Linked DNA regions of Mus musculus: regions 2, 3 and 4 are each linked to region 1. The links are chromatin contacts, called in public Hi-C, HiChIP or PLAC-seq and promoter capture Hi-C maps. All regions are on one chromosome and are shown on one strand. The core of a region is the stretch at or near the end of the contact, and the rest is flanking DNA. Distances in the headings are between cores, read along the strand shown. Region 1 holds the start of Arl4d (ADP-ribosylation factor-like 4D). Region 2 holds the start of Tmub2 (transmembrane and ubiquitin-like domain containing 2). Region 3 holds the start of Hdac5 (histone deacetylase 5). Region 4 holds the start of Lsm12 (LSM12 homolog).

Region 1 (3,454 bases), core at 287-2,786:
GTGCCCCCGGTTGGTCCTGCTTGTTGGCCAGCACCAGCACTGGCACCCCCTGGTTGTCGGAAGCCTTGCTGATCCGGTGTAACTCCATTCTGGCTTCCTCTAACCTCTCAGTCTCTGCAGAGTCCACCACAAACACCAGTCCATCTGTCCGGCGGGTGTAGGAGCGCCACAGTGGCCGAAGCTTCTCCTGACCCCCAACATCCCACACTTGGAAAGTGATCCCACGGGAACCCCCCAGGGGCACGCGGATCTTCTCAGTATTAAAGCCCTTGGTGGGGACGCTCTGGACAAACTCCTTGAACTTGAGACGGTAAAGAAGGGAAGTCTTCCCCGCGGAATCCAACCCAATGACGACGACATGCAGGGCCTGGAAGTGCGGCAGAAAGGACGAGGCTGTAGGGGCCATTTCAGTCAAGTGGTTCCCCATGGTGAGCTAGGGTGCAGGGTGGACCTCAGGAGTAGGTCTGGGACTCCAGCAGAGGCCAAGAAGAGGAGACCTTAAAACGGCAGGTAGCACAAGCTGGGGTGTCTAAACAAGGCCAAAAAAGAAACGAGAAAGGTTTAGAATAAACGAATTTGCAACTTTTGGGTCCTTCCCCTAAACCTGCACCCTACCCTTCTAAATATTCCTTTTATTAAAACAAGGTTTGCCCCAGCAGTGGTGGAGCACACCTTTAATCCCAGCACTTGGGAGGCAGAGGCAGGTGGATTTCTGAGTTCGAGGCCAGCCTGGTCTACAGAGTGAGTTCCAGGACAGCCAGGGCTACACAGAGAAACCCTGTCTAGAAAAACAAAAAAGAAAAAAAAAAAGATTTTTAAGTGCCTCTTTTTCCAAAGTAAAGAAAAAATATTTTGTGCGTGTGTGTAAGCCACTCACAGCTTGAGTGTTAAAGTCAGGACAACTTACAAGAGTATGTGGGTCTCAGGAACCAATTAGGGTCCTCATGTTTTAGGGTAGGCGCTTTTAAACCATCTCCAATGCCTTTCTCCTTCCCCTCTTCTTAAAAATAAAAAATAAAAAAAGTAGCTACAGGTGTAACAAGGCGTGCTCCTGTCCCAGGGACTCCTAGGAGAGGCCCTGAGGTCAGAGAAACTCTCGGGCACTAGGATCTTCGAGGGTGCGGATCTTGCAGGCAAGATCCGAAGTAAGGTCGTTTCCCTGCACCCCTCTCCGAGATTGAGAGAAAGCAGAAGCTGTGCTCTCCACTCCCCAGAGGAGAAATCTCGCATGAAGGAGGCGGTCGGGCAGTGTGCCCAAAGTAAGAGCACCGATGTGGGTCGGGCTCCCACAAGCACCGCATACCCACAACGGTGGCACGCCCCTGCGGGCGCTTTGACCACCACCACACGGCCCTGCAACTCTCCAGCCAGCGGTCGACGCCCGCTCCCCTAAGCCCCGCAAGCCGGCGCCTTTGCATGGTCCAGACACCCTCCTTTACCTTCAGCCAGCCGCACTCTCCGCGAGCCACGCCAACCAGACACCGACTCGTCGCGTCTCAGCCACAGCGGACTTTGCAGTGCCGCTGCTCCGGTTCCTCGTTAAAAACCCTCTCGTGACGTCACACGACGCGGCCCAATCAGCGTCCCGGAGGCGGGGACTGAGCCAGCCTCTGCAGCCCCAGCCTGGAAATGGAGAGCTCGTTCTATCCGGAACCGCTTTATTTTAATCTTTTCTACCTTATTCAGTATTTGGAACAGAGCCTGGAACTCATTAGGGCTGGGAGGTGGGACAGACTAAAGGAACAGGCGTGGCTGCGCCTGACGAGAGCATGGAACGGAATGTCTAATAATGACACTACCCCATCCACTTGCCCTCAATCCGGCTGCCCCCCCCCCATACTTTCCTTCCACCTAAAGATCTGCTCGAAGAGATTCTGACATGTTTTCGTATCTTACCTCATTCAGTAGTACTCATTCAAGTCACTGTCTTCATCTAGTTTGCAAAGCAGTATTTACCTGGAGCTCTGATACAGCTGATTCATAATACTAAGCCCATTTAATGTATATAGGAGTACGGGGACGCTGACACACCAGAAGAGGGCATCGGATCCCCTTACAGATGGTTGTGAGCCACCATGTGGTTGCTGGGAAATGGATTCAGGACCTCTGCAAGGGCAGCAGTGCTCAGTGTCAGTTAAGCCAGTGGGTCAGTATATGCCCATGTGTTCAGTAGGAAATGTCAGATCTCCTGGAACCAGAATTAGAGACAGTGGTGACTGCCTCATATGGGTGCTGGGAACCGAACCTGGGTCCGCTGGAAGAGTAATAAGTGCTCTTAACCACTGAGCCATTGCTTCAAGGGATAAGGGGGTGGGGGGAGTATTTTTTGAGACAGGGTCTTTCTATATAACCCTAGCTATCCTGGAACTCACTATGTAGACTAGGGTGGCCTCATACACAAAATAATCCACCTGCCTCTGCCTTTAAGATTAAAGGCATGAAACCAGGCAGTGGTAGTGCATGCCTTTAATCTTGGGAGGCAGTGGCAGGCAGATTTCTGTGTTCGAGGCCATCCTGATCTACAGAGTGAGTTCCAGTACAGCCAGGGCCACACAGAGAAACCATCTCGGGAAAAAAAAAGGAAAAAAAAGGATTAAAGGCATGAGCCATCATATCCAGCTATATTTGGTTTTTTTGTGTGTGTGTTTTGAGATAGGAATCTCATTATGTAGCTCAGGCTATCCTGGACATCCTAACAATCTTTGGGCCTCAGCTTCCTGCATATAGAGCATGGAGGACCCCATTACCTCACAGTAGCATGTTAGGGACTGTTGTCTGTTTCTTACAGGTACAGAAAGCTGCAGATGGATAAAAGACTTAGTTATGATCACATTTAGGTCATATGTGGCTGAGCAAGATCTGTCTGAATTCAGTGCCAGGATGCTCACTGCTTGGCAATAGTCTTCTCATGGGGAGACTCTGGGGCGAGGCAGTCTTACGTTAGACAGCCAGCATTACACAGTGAGATGCTGTCTAAAAAGCACGATAAAAGAGACTTTAAAAGACAAAGTTCAACTGGGCATAACCACAGAGTGTTATCCCAGGTACTCTGGAGGCTGAGGCAGGAGACAAGACATGGATAACCTCTCTAGGCTAGATCATGAGTTCAAGGCCAGCACGAGCAACTTAACACGACCCTATTTCAGAAATACAGATGAACCAGTCATGATGGCGTAGCAGCAGAGAGTTTGCCCAGCATGCACAGACTCTGGGTTCTGCCCCAAGTACCTCAGTAATCAAACACAGCTCATTCCTCAGCACCAGCCAGAGTTCTAGGGCTACAGACACCTCAAGCCTCAAAGGTCACATTCCATAATGAGTGACAGACAGCGGCAGCTCAGGAAGACACAATTTTTTTTTTTTTTGTTTTTTAACAAATCATCAAATGGGGACTTCAGAGGGATTTCAGAGGGAAAGAATGGGTCACCTAGAAGTTTCTGAAAAGGTCTCTAGA
Region 2 (3,454 bases), core at 662-3,161, 620 kb before region 1:
TCAAAATCACTTGCCCCTATCGGAGTATTGGGCCTAAAGGCCACCACTGCCCGGCTTACATTTTGCTTCTTTAAGCTTGGAGTTTCTCTAGGATTCCTAACACATGACCAAGCACATCTGCATGCACCCAGCAGCCTCAGTGGTAGCTTCAGATTAGAAAGACTCTTTAATGGGCATTGTGCGGCCACCCTTGCCAGATTTCCTTTGGATTACATCTCATTCATGGCCACACACCCATTCATGCCCACACACCCATTCATGCCCAGATGTCAAGAGCCAAATACATAAATATACTCTGATCTATCAAGGATAGGATCAGATCACTTCAAATGGACAAATGTACTGGGACTATCAGCAGACATGTTTGTCTATTAAACTGTTCTGGCAAATTCTGGGGAGCCACATAGGACAGTCACCAGAAACACTACACGCTTTAGTCTCCATAGGCTTGGCTTTATAACTGCAAAACCGCTGTTCTACATGCCCTGGTTATCCCAGAACTTGGGAAATAAAGGAACTAAGGATACAAGGTTCAAGACAAGTCTCCACTACTTAGCAAGTTCAAGGCTGCCTAAGGCTACACGAGACAGCTTCAAGAAAACCATTGCCCAAGTAGAAATTATTTGGAAATACTTCCCAACGGTTCCCACTATCCTTCTTTCAATCTGTCTTGTGCTATGAAGGTTTTCCCTCTCTGCGGCTTCTGAGAAAGCATTGGAGGCTCTCTGCATATTCCTCGGAGTACCGTCTCTTTTCCTTGGAGAATCTACGTTCACAGCTGTCTCTGGGCAAATCCATCTGGTGATTATCATCATCAGACTACTCTCACAGCACCCACAAAACATCATTACACTCATAACCTGTCCATTTCTTCATTGACTCCTGGAAGATAAGAACCGAGGGTAGTTCTCTTTGTTTGAAGCTCTTAATGCAATGTCACAGTAGCTGCTCAAGGAATATTTGTAGAACACACCAACACTCTCAGAAGCGTTTCCACAGCCTTATTTACACAGATTGGCCCTGGAGTCAGGGAAGCGATTCTGGGTCACTGTCTAGCCCCTCTTCTAGCTATGCAATGTCCAGCAACGTTCTCAAAGCCTCAGCTTTCTCAACAGTAAAGTGGGGTTTAAAATGGTTACCTACCTCATAAGGTTGTTTTGAAGAAGACGTGAAATCATCGAAGCAAAAATAATTAACACTGTTCAATAAACAAATGATAGCAATTACGTCTCACTCCCATAACTAACCCCTGTTGGTCAGGTTAGTGTCAGGAACCGTGATGTACACAAAAGGAAACTGTGGCAAAGACAGATGGAAGCGGAGGACACAAGGAACTGCCGCGGGCAGGGGCCAGATAGGGGACCTGCATCTGTCTGACCAAGGCCTCGGCTTTCTCCTCAGCCTGTGGACGATCCTGACCGCACTGTGGGGAGTCGTCCCCGACCGTGCTTTTTTCTGGGGTGAAGGTTCTGCGTCTGAAAGGTCCTATTCCCTTGGCAGTGGAGTCCATCAGCACCCCCCACCCCACCCCCGAGCCGAGGAGCTTCCGGGTTTCGGTCGCAGTGCCCAAGCCCGACTCTCCGGGACAGTGATGGTTTAGGGTCAGGTGAAGAAGCGAGGGTCGGGAGGTAGGGGGGTCACAAACCATCCACACCCCTCAAACTTCGGGGCGGGGCAGAGGAGAGGGGGCGGAGCTTGAGGACGCGAGGAGTCATGGGAGATTAAAGGGGGTTTGGATGGTTACTGTGCCTCGATGGGGAAGGAAAGCCTCACCTGACAAAGCCAGGATAAATGTTTTGACTTCGCCAGGACAGTCTTTGTAGTTCTCTTTCCGTAGGGGTCAGGGGAGGGGCTGGCAACTCAGGATTCTGTCCAGGGTCCGATCTCTTCCGGCTTTTCTCGGAAGCTGTTAACATCCAGGACAGGAAGTCCCGCCTCCCCGCCTTGTACTGATGACGCAAAGCTACGTAAGGCGGACTGACGTAAACGTAATCTTTAAATAAAAGGGCCAGGTTGCGCCGCGGCAGAAGGGGAGGAGTCATTGTTGGCGGGATTTCGGACCTCCGGCAGTAAGACCACGCCCATTAGGCGTGGCCTCGGACCTCCTGGAGGTCGGAGGCGGGGCCAAAAGAGAAGAGGCGGGGGAAGGTGTTTGTGGGGGGCGTGGTTTCATGCTTAGACGATTGCCCTGGCAAGCTCTCCTGGTCCACCCGCCGCTAGGTTTCCTTCTTTCCCGCCTGGTTTTTCCTTCCGGTTTGGTTCTCTAGCTCCAGAGCTAATGAGATTCATTACTGCTTCGCCAATGCACACCAGGCTCCAAGGTTGGGAGCGGTAAAGTCTGCTATTTTTGACTTCTAAGACAGTTGTTCCTCGAGGAGATGGGCAAGAATACAAATTAAAGTCTTAAGTACTTGAAGATTTCTACCTCGTATAGCTTTAATAAATGAAGCGGGAAGGCATTTTAAAGAGATACAAATACAGTGCCCTCAGCCGGGCAGTGGTGGCACACGCATTTAATCCCAGCACTTGGGAGGCAGAGGCAGGCTGATTTCTGAGTTCGAGGCCAGCCGGGTCTACAAGTAGTGAGTTCCAGGACAGCCAGGGCTATACAGAGAAACCCTGTCTCGAAAAACAAACAAACAAACAAAAAACAAATAGAGTGCCTTCTTAAGAAAGGATTTTTTTTCTTTTACTTGTTTCTATGTGTATGCCGCGTGTGTGGGTACTTGCAGAGCCCAGAAGAGGGCATTGGATCTCCATGAGCTAGGGTTACAAGAGGTTGTAAATCGCCAGTCTTGAGTGCTGGGGAGAGAACTCAGGTCTTCTGGCAAGAAGAACAAGTGCTCTTAACCATTGAACCATCTCTCCAAGTCTATCACCCTGGATTAGTTTTTCCTTTTTTTTTTTTTTTTTTTGGTTTTGTTTGATTGTTGATTCACTATGTAGAAGAGCAAGCAGCCTTTCTCAACCTTTGAGTCTAACGACTCATTCAGAGGTCGCATATCGGATTTTATATTAGTATTCATAAGAGTAGCAAAATTACAGTTGTGAAGTAGCACCAAAAATAACTTTACAGAGAACCAGTGTAGTGGATGATCTTTCCCATCTGGGCACCACCATGAGATTAACCCAGTGTTTTGATGGTCTTGGTCACTTTAAGAAATGTATTACATTTTATTTATTGATTGAGTATATGTAGATGTGTGCACTACAGCCCAAACGTGGCGGTCAGAGGACAGCTTGTGGGACTTGATTCTCCTTCTACCCTGGGGGTCCCAGGGGTTGAACTGATGTCACCAGCCTTTGTGGCAACTGCCCCTCCCCATACCATCTCACTGGCCCCTCCTTAATCATTTTTCTTTCTTTCTTTCTTTTTCTTTTCTTTTCTTTTCTTTTTTTTTTTTTGGTTTTTTTCGAGACAGGGTTTCTCTGTGTAGCCCTGGTTATCCTGGAA
Region 3 (3,454 bases), core at 667-3,166, 560 kb before region 1:
CTACTTCAGCACCATTTATGCATGTGTTTTATTTTAAACGAGGTTGTGGGCTGGAGAGATGGCTCAGCGGTTAAGAGCGCCGACTGCTCTTCTGAAGGTCGTGAGTTCAAATCCCAGCAACCACATGATGGCTCATAACCATCCGTAATGAGATCTGATGCCCTCTTCTGGGGTATCTGAAGACAGCTACAGTGTACTTACATATAATAAATAAATATTAAAAAATAAAATAAACGAGGTTGTTTCAGATTTCAGGGGGTATAGAAGAAGACAACAAAGAGAGTAAACATTGCTGGGCATGGTGTCACACGCCTTTAATCCTAGCAATTGGGAGGCAGAGGCAGGTGGATCTCTATGAGGCCAGCCTGGTCTACAAATTGAGTTCAGGACAGCTAGGGCTGGCTACACTGAGAAACTCTGTCTTGAAAATAAGTAAACAAAACAACAAAACAAGAAGGAGGGGGAGGGGGAGGAGAAGGAAGAGGAAGAAGAGGAGGGAGGAGGAGGAGGAAGAAGGAGAGGAGAAGAAGAAAAGAAGGAAGAAGGAGAAGGAGAAGAAAAGAAAAAAGAAAGAAAACGTTTGGTTTATATAACCTAGATTTTTCAGGCATACAGAGTCAGACTCATGAACGTTTGTATAAAGTATTGGAACTAATGGATATTTTGTTTTGTTTGTTTGTTTGTTTTTTCCAGACAGGGTTTCTCAGTATGGCTGTCCTGGAACTCACTCTGTAGACCAGGCTGGTCTTAAACTCAGAGATCTGCCTGCCTCTGCCTCCCAAGTGCTGGGATTAAAGCCGTATGTCAAGGCAATAAACAAAGTCTAAGAGCTTGTCAGGATGACCAAGATACCTGAGCCTACTTCCCTGTCCTAGCCCAAAATCACATTCTTGCCTGAAATCTACTTCTTTGTTCCACCCTAAAATTAGATTCCTACCTGAACTTACTCCCTTGTCATGGCCCAATGTCAGATTCCTGCCTGAATCTCATTTTCTTGTCCTTGACCAATGTCAGATTCCTGTCAAACGCCCCAAAAGCCGCTTTTACACCCCCCACATATGTATAATTTTGAGCATCTGTATGATAACTTACTAAATAGATGTCTCCTAGTTTATTTGCAGATACCTACCTGATGGATATTTATTTAGGTTGTTTCTGACATCTCATATAACAAACAATCTCTTCCTATACTCATTTTGGAGCACAATATTTTCTTAGAATACATTTTTTGCTAGGAAAATTGCTAGGTCATTGACAAAACAATGTAGGTTTAATGATACAGTCATGTTCAGTTCCACTGACGTGGTAGTAGTATGTGTGGTATCAAAGTTGGGGACCAGCGGACTTTTAGGTTCTTGGTCTGTTCCTTTGAAGGCCAGGGACAGTTACAACCTATGCTGGCTTTCTCCAAGGAGTTTCTTTTAACAAGATGCAGCGCTGTGCCATATTAGCACGGTGGGTTAGAGACTTGTCCAAGCTAATCTTTCAGCTTTGACGCGCCTGCAGGGGCTTCCACTTCCAAGGCAGCCCCTAGGATTCCACCCCCCTCTACCCTCCCCCTAACGAGGGAAGGGCGTGTTAGGGAACAGCTCAGGCGGGCAAAGATTGCACCATCCGCCGTTTGAAAAGGAAGTCGAAAAAGCACAGAGAACAAAATCGTAAATCCCACACATCCAGCCCCTGCAGCAGCCGGGGTCCGGGTTCTACTCAGTTCATTACTTGGCGAAGAGATCGGGATCCCTTCTCTGCCACCTCCACCCCAGCCTAACCTTGGGCTGGGCATTGGCCCTTTAAGAAGCTGTCACGGTGGCGCTATTGGTCCCGCCCATCTGAGGGGAGGGCCGAATGGGAGGGGAGGGTTCTCGGTTGAAGCCCGAAAAAGGGGGGGTCTGAGCCTATTTTTAGCTCGGGGTCGGGTCACGTGACGAGAGTGACGTCTCCGAATGTTGTTGTTGGTGGCGGCGGCGAGCGGAGCCGGAGGAGCCGCCGCAAAGATGGAGGAGCCGTCGAGGAGGCGCTGCCGCTGCTGTTGCCGCCGCTGCTGCCGCCGCCGCCCGCGAAGCCGGAGCTCGAGCCGCAGCGGGTGAGCGCGCCGCACCCGCCAGGACCCCACCTCCCACGGCCCCGGGACGCCCCGCAGCGTCCCGTCCTCCCGCCGTCGCTGCCCGCGGGCTCCCCGCGACCCTGTCCTTCCTCCCGGCGCGCGCGCCGAGCCAGCCCGCACCCCCAGGGAGCGTCGCTGGGCCCGGGGAGTGTCGCCTTTGGCTCGCCGCGCGCGCCCCTCCTCATCCCTCCCTTGCAGGGCTCCTTCTCTGCAGGTAAGGGAGGGGCCGATTTTCCCGCACCCCGCACCCCGCGCCCCCAAATGTCCCGCAGACCGGCCGGGGATGTCTGATTTGTCTCCTCCCCGGCGGCTCATAATCCGTTGCAACTGCGATTTGAGCCTTGCAACCCGCATTCTGGGCAGACCCTCTCTTCACTAGACACCCCTTTCTTGTTACTCTGAGGTGAGGGGCGCAGCCCACCCACAGTGCTTCTCCAAGTGGCGAAGAACATACCCTTGATTTTATGTCCTTGACGTCCCTGCAGGTGGAAGAGGACTGCGGGGCCCATCTTACTTGTCTGTGCTATTCACCCCCTCGCCTGTGAGGCGTTACTGCGTTTATTACCACCCTCTTCTGTCTGACACCCTGGAGCTCGGGAAAGAGCTGGGAGATGAATTGGTGATCTTTCTTGGCTAGGGCAGATCTCCCCACCCCACTCCCGCGCCCAGTTTTCATCTTGGGTTTGTTTCTCATGGGGCAGAGGTTCTAATAGTGCCTTGTTAACTTGGGGGAGTCGGCTTCCCCCCTCCCCACCCATCCCTGGGGCCCTCAGGAAGATGAGAACTGGCTGGACGATAAGTAATTAATCTAAGAGCTGGGGGGGGGCGCGGGGAGTGTGTTTCATTTCGGGGAGAAGGTGACCACTTCATGTCCCTGCGTTTGGCCTTCTGAGATGAGCTTTGTCCCTGAAGAGGAAGGATAGCAGCTGCAGTTGCTTTTGGGGTGTGTGTGGTGTGTGTGTGTGTAGTGTGTGTAGTGTGTGTGTGTACCCATCACTCTGGTAGTGACCACTATGCTTCTGGGTCCTGGAATTAGCTTTGGATCTTGGGAATGGGAATGGAGAGAGGGGTTTAGGGATCAGTGGGAGGGGAAGATAGAGTTAGATCCTAGGAACAAAAGGAGGCAGGGATGGGAGATTGGTTTGGGCCAGAAGACCTCTGGCTAATCCTTACATTGGAACCTGTTGGCCCTCCACTTAGGTCCTAAGGTTGCAGGCAGGGAGGGTCTCCCAGGCTCTTATGCCCTCCACACTGGGACCCAAGAGCCCATGCTGGCTGTGGAGATGGGCTACGGATGAACCATGTTGTGGGCTCCTCATTCCAGTCTTCCCTTCTCTTTCCCTTCCTAAA
Region 4 (3,454 bases), core at 491-2,990, 520 kb before region 1:
AAACTCTGTCTTCTCTTTGTATGTGTAGGGGGAAAAAAAATTCTATGTAGAGATTCCTATTTTTAGAGTTTCAGGTACGTACTTTAGAAAAGGGGAGGCGCCTTTAATCTCAGCACTTGGGAGGCAGAGGCAGGTGGATTTCTGAGTTCAAGGCCAGCCTGGTCTACAAAGTGAGTTCCAAGACAGCCAGGCAGTACAGAGAAACCCTGTCTCGAAAAAAACAAAAAAACAAAACAAAAAACAAAAAAACAAAAAAACAAAAAAAGGGAGACTAATTACAGTGTCATAAAGAAGTGAAGTCAGGGATGAGAATATATAGGTTAGCAGAGGTGCAAGGTCCTGGGTTTAATCCCAGCATTCCCTCCTTCCTGCCTGGAGAAGGAGAATTATGTATATATGACTTGTTATGGGGTCCAGAATGACACAACATTCCTCTGAAACAGACAAAAGCATGGAGAAGAATTTTTATTCCCATTATAACAATTGCACCAATGCCTCCAACACAAGGAAGTTTTTGCCTGTTGGAGCACAAGGAAACATTTTTGAACTTTGTTCAGGCTCACTCAGTGCCAGAGCTGGCCCTATGCCTCTCTGTAAACTAGAGAAAGGTCAATCCATTTCTCCGATGATTTTTATATTGTGGGGAGGGGTGGGTGAAGGATGGCAGCTGGGGCTGGGAGGTTTATAAGTGCATCTGCACAGTTCCTTTTGTAAGGTTAGTGAGTATTGTAATATCAAATGGATATCATTGGGACTGGACTTTGCCATTATTACCATTCCCTGTTCCGGACTTCCCACCTTTCCCAAGTATGTATATATGTATGTATGTATGCATGCATGTATGTATGTATGTATGTTTCTACTAGTGCTGAGATTTGAACCCTATGTCCGTAAGAATGGATATGTGCTCTGTTACTGAGCAACATTCCAGAGCTGTTCTTCCTTTTACTGAGCTTTCTGAGATCACAGGGTTACTATTATTTACTTAGATCCTATATGTCATGCATGTATGCATTACCTCACTTAAGCCTCCTTACTGCCTTAGGAGGCAAACGTTATTATCTGATAAAGACCAGTAAGTAGTACCTTTGTTACAATCAAAACCATGGCTTTGCCAGTTTTGTGACCCTGACAATTTTAAGACTTCCTTTCTTTGTCTGTAAAATGAGGATATTGATTCCTTCCTTGAGGGGATGCCAGATGCTCACTAAGTAGTACTAAGTAGTATTTAGATCCCACCGAAGAAACATAAGTTTGCTAATTTGCTTACGGTATTTGGTAAATGGCCTCAGATTCTAATTTGCTTAGCCCTACAGCTAATGTATTTTGTTCGACTACTTTATAATTGGTTATAATCATTTTGAGTGAGTCCTGGTAATTCTTGTGAGCTTCTGGTTCTTCGTATGCAAATGAGGATAATATTTTATAGAGTTCATTCATTAAACGTTTTTGTGTAAGGTGTGGGCTTCAGCGAGACTCCAGTTGCTTTCCCTTTCTCCATCTTGTCCTACGTAAATCATTTAGCCTTTATATGTATCTATTTCCTTAGCTTCCAACAGAGCTTTGCAGGAACTTGGCCGAGCAGACCGGCAGCGGCACATTTTTTACTGTATTCAAGATTCCTCTTTTATTTCCTCTTCTACCTAAGGCTCCCGCCCCACCCAGCGCCAGGCCACGCCCCTGCGCATGACGTCAGCACGCCTCGCGCGTCGCGTCGCGGCGCTTGCTGGGGGCCCGGCTTTCGCCCGCTGCTGCCGCCGCCGCCGCCGGCCGCGGCTGCTCTCCCAAGATGGCGGCACCTCCGGGCGAGTACTTCAGCGTTGGGAGCCAGGTGTCGTGCCGGACGTGCCAGGAGCAGCGGCTGCAGGGCGAGGTGGTAGCCTTCGACTACCAGTCCAAAATGCTGGCTCTAAGTATCCTTCTCTGCGTGGACCCCGAGGCCGGGCCGGCGTGTAGGTGCGGTGGTGGGGGGGCGGGGGACGGCGGCGGCAGCTAGGGCCCTCTCCCGGCCTAGGGGCGACCGGCTACCGCGGTGCCCCGGGCGCATGCGCATGGCCGTGAGATTCCCATCCCCCTCCCGCGGGCCTTTTCGGTCCACTTTGGGGACCCTTGTCTCCCACCCCTTGTGGGAGCTGGGCCCCAACTGAGGGTTGGTGGGTGGAGCGGGGCTTGACACGCGGGTGTCTTTTCGGGAGGGGACGATGTCTTAAGGGGACTCCGTGATTGAGGGGAGGGGGTCGTGGTGGGGAGAGGGCTGGAGATTGGAGCCCGGATGGAGTCGGGAGGGGTGTGTAGGGTCAGGAACTGCTAGTAGGGTAAGGGTATGGACTTTACGAGTGGACTGTCTGCTGATGAGATTTGATTCAAGAAAGGGCGGTGGTGGGATGGTGGTCTAATGGGCCTTGCCGGTTTAGAGATGGGAAGTGCGGAACAGAGTTTGTATCTGAACTGGTGGCGAATTTTGCTGGGGTGGTGTATGCTTGGTGTCACTGTGTGTGCTGACTTTGAAGGTTCTCAGGCATTTGAAAACTGCTACTTAGGAGGTGTTGGAATTAGAAGCCTGGTCTAGAGAGGACTTGCCACGTTTTTCAGGGGTTTATGTATGACAGACAGTGTGGCCTTCGGTTCAGTTCAACACATTCCATAGAAACGTCCCTCTTTTTCAAAGTACCAGTGTTAAACTGCATGGAAGAAGTGGCCCTGTTCCCTAATGGTTTATGAATTACTTCACCAACTCACTGTTGGAAAACAAAACGCTTCCTGGTTGAAATAAATGAACCTCTGCCTCCCCCTTTATTTGAGCTACAGGTGGGTTTACTAGAATTATTTTTAGAAGGTAGCCTCTGTCTTTAAAATGAAGTTTCTTATGGAAACTTCTGCTGCCTTTTAATTGTGAGTTGTTGATTTCCAGCTCAGAAAGATTTCTTCATAAACGGCATACAACAAGAACGATTTCTTTGTGTGTGTGTGTTATTTTAAAAAGAGGAGAACATACTTTGGCCTAAAACCTCTTCCTTTGGTGACTTACTTGGAAGAGTCTTTTCTTGTTTTTTTTTTTTTATGGTTTTTCGAGATAGTGTTTCTTTGTATAGCTCTGGCTATCCTGGAACTCACTTTGTAGACCAGGCTGGCCTCGAACTCAGAAATCAGCCTGCCTCTGCCTCCCGAGTGCTGGGATTAAAGGCGTGCACTGCCCGGCTGGAAGAGTCTTAAGGAAGACTTACTCTTTTTATGTGACAAACAGCAGGGTCTTAGTAAGTGGTTGGAAAATGAATGAATGGATGGATGGATGAATGAATGAATAAGGTCTCATCTTGGGTAGTTTCCATCCCAAAGGTGTATTTTTGCCTCTAAAAAAATGGGAAACTTAAAGTGTGAAAAAGAAACTGAAAAAAGAAAGAACGTGAAACCTGAATAAGTGAGAAGCACTCTTGAGACTCAGGGAGACTCTAGT

Evidence for each region. Promoter capture Hi-C pulls out the DNA fragments that hold promoters and counts their contacts. A called contact is a pair of places that touch in the nucleus more often than the background predicts. HiChIP or PLAC-seq counts read pairs in DNA pulled down with a chosen protein or histone mark.
Region 2: an H3K4me3 HiChIP or PLAC-seq map of embryonic limb bud shows a contact between it and region 1, with 3 times the contacts expected there. The contact joins the promoter of Tmub2 here to the promoter of Arl4d in region 1. A contact is called at or near these places in 2 of 115 datasets of contacts at active chromatin or transcription factors (embryonic limb bud and memory CD8 T cells) and 1 of 9 other capture datasets (pancreatic islet).
Region 3: a promoter capture Hi-C map of liver shows a contact between it and region 1. The contact joins the promoter of Hdac5 here to the promoter of Arl4d in region 1. A contact is called at or near these places in 2 of 39 promoter capture datasets (liver and macrophages) and 1 of 115 datasets of contacts at active chromatin or transcription factors (memory CD8 T cells).
Region 4: a contact with region 1 is called in a Hi-C map of CD8 T cells, with 5 times the contacts expected there. The contact joins the promoter of Lsm12 here to the promoter of Arl4d in region 1. A contact is called at or near these places in 1 of 484 Hi-C or Micro-C datasets (CD8 T cells) and 2 of 115 datasets of contacts at active chromatin or transcription factors (memory CD8 T cells and pancreatic cancer cells).

The regions. Positions count from the first base shown.
Region 1 is chr11:101,663,623-101,667,076 of GRCm38.p6, reverse strand. It overlaps Arl4d (ADP-ribosylation factor-like 4D), which reads right to left and starts at 1,536. Exons shown (of 2, transcript NM_025404.3): 1 at 1,440-1,536; 2 at 1-529. The coding sequence starts at 427.
Region 2 is chr11:102,283,408-102,286,861 of GRCm38.p6, reverse strand. Tmub2 (transmembrane and ubiquitin-like domain containing 2) reads right to left here and starts at 1,911. Exons shown (of 4, transcript NM_028076.4): 1 at 1,774-1,911; 2 at 1,144-1,198. The coding sequence starts at 1,178.
Region 3 is chr11:102,228,634-102,232,087 of GRCm38.p6, reverse strand. It overlaps Hdac5 (histone deacetylase 5), which reads left to right and starts at 1,916. Exons shown (of 27, transcript NM_010412.3): 1 at 1,916-2,083. Mir8101 (microRNA 8101) reads left to right here and starts at 1,938; the gene lies at 1,938-2,048.
Region 4 is chr11:102,183,542-102,186,995 of GRCm38.p6, reverse strand. It overlaps Lsm12 (LSM12 homolog), which reads left to right and starts at 1,740. Exons shown (of 5, transcript NM_172947.3): 1 at 1,740-1,913. The coding sequence starts at 1,790.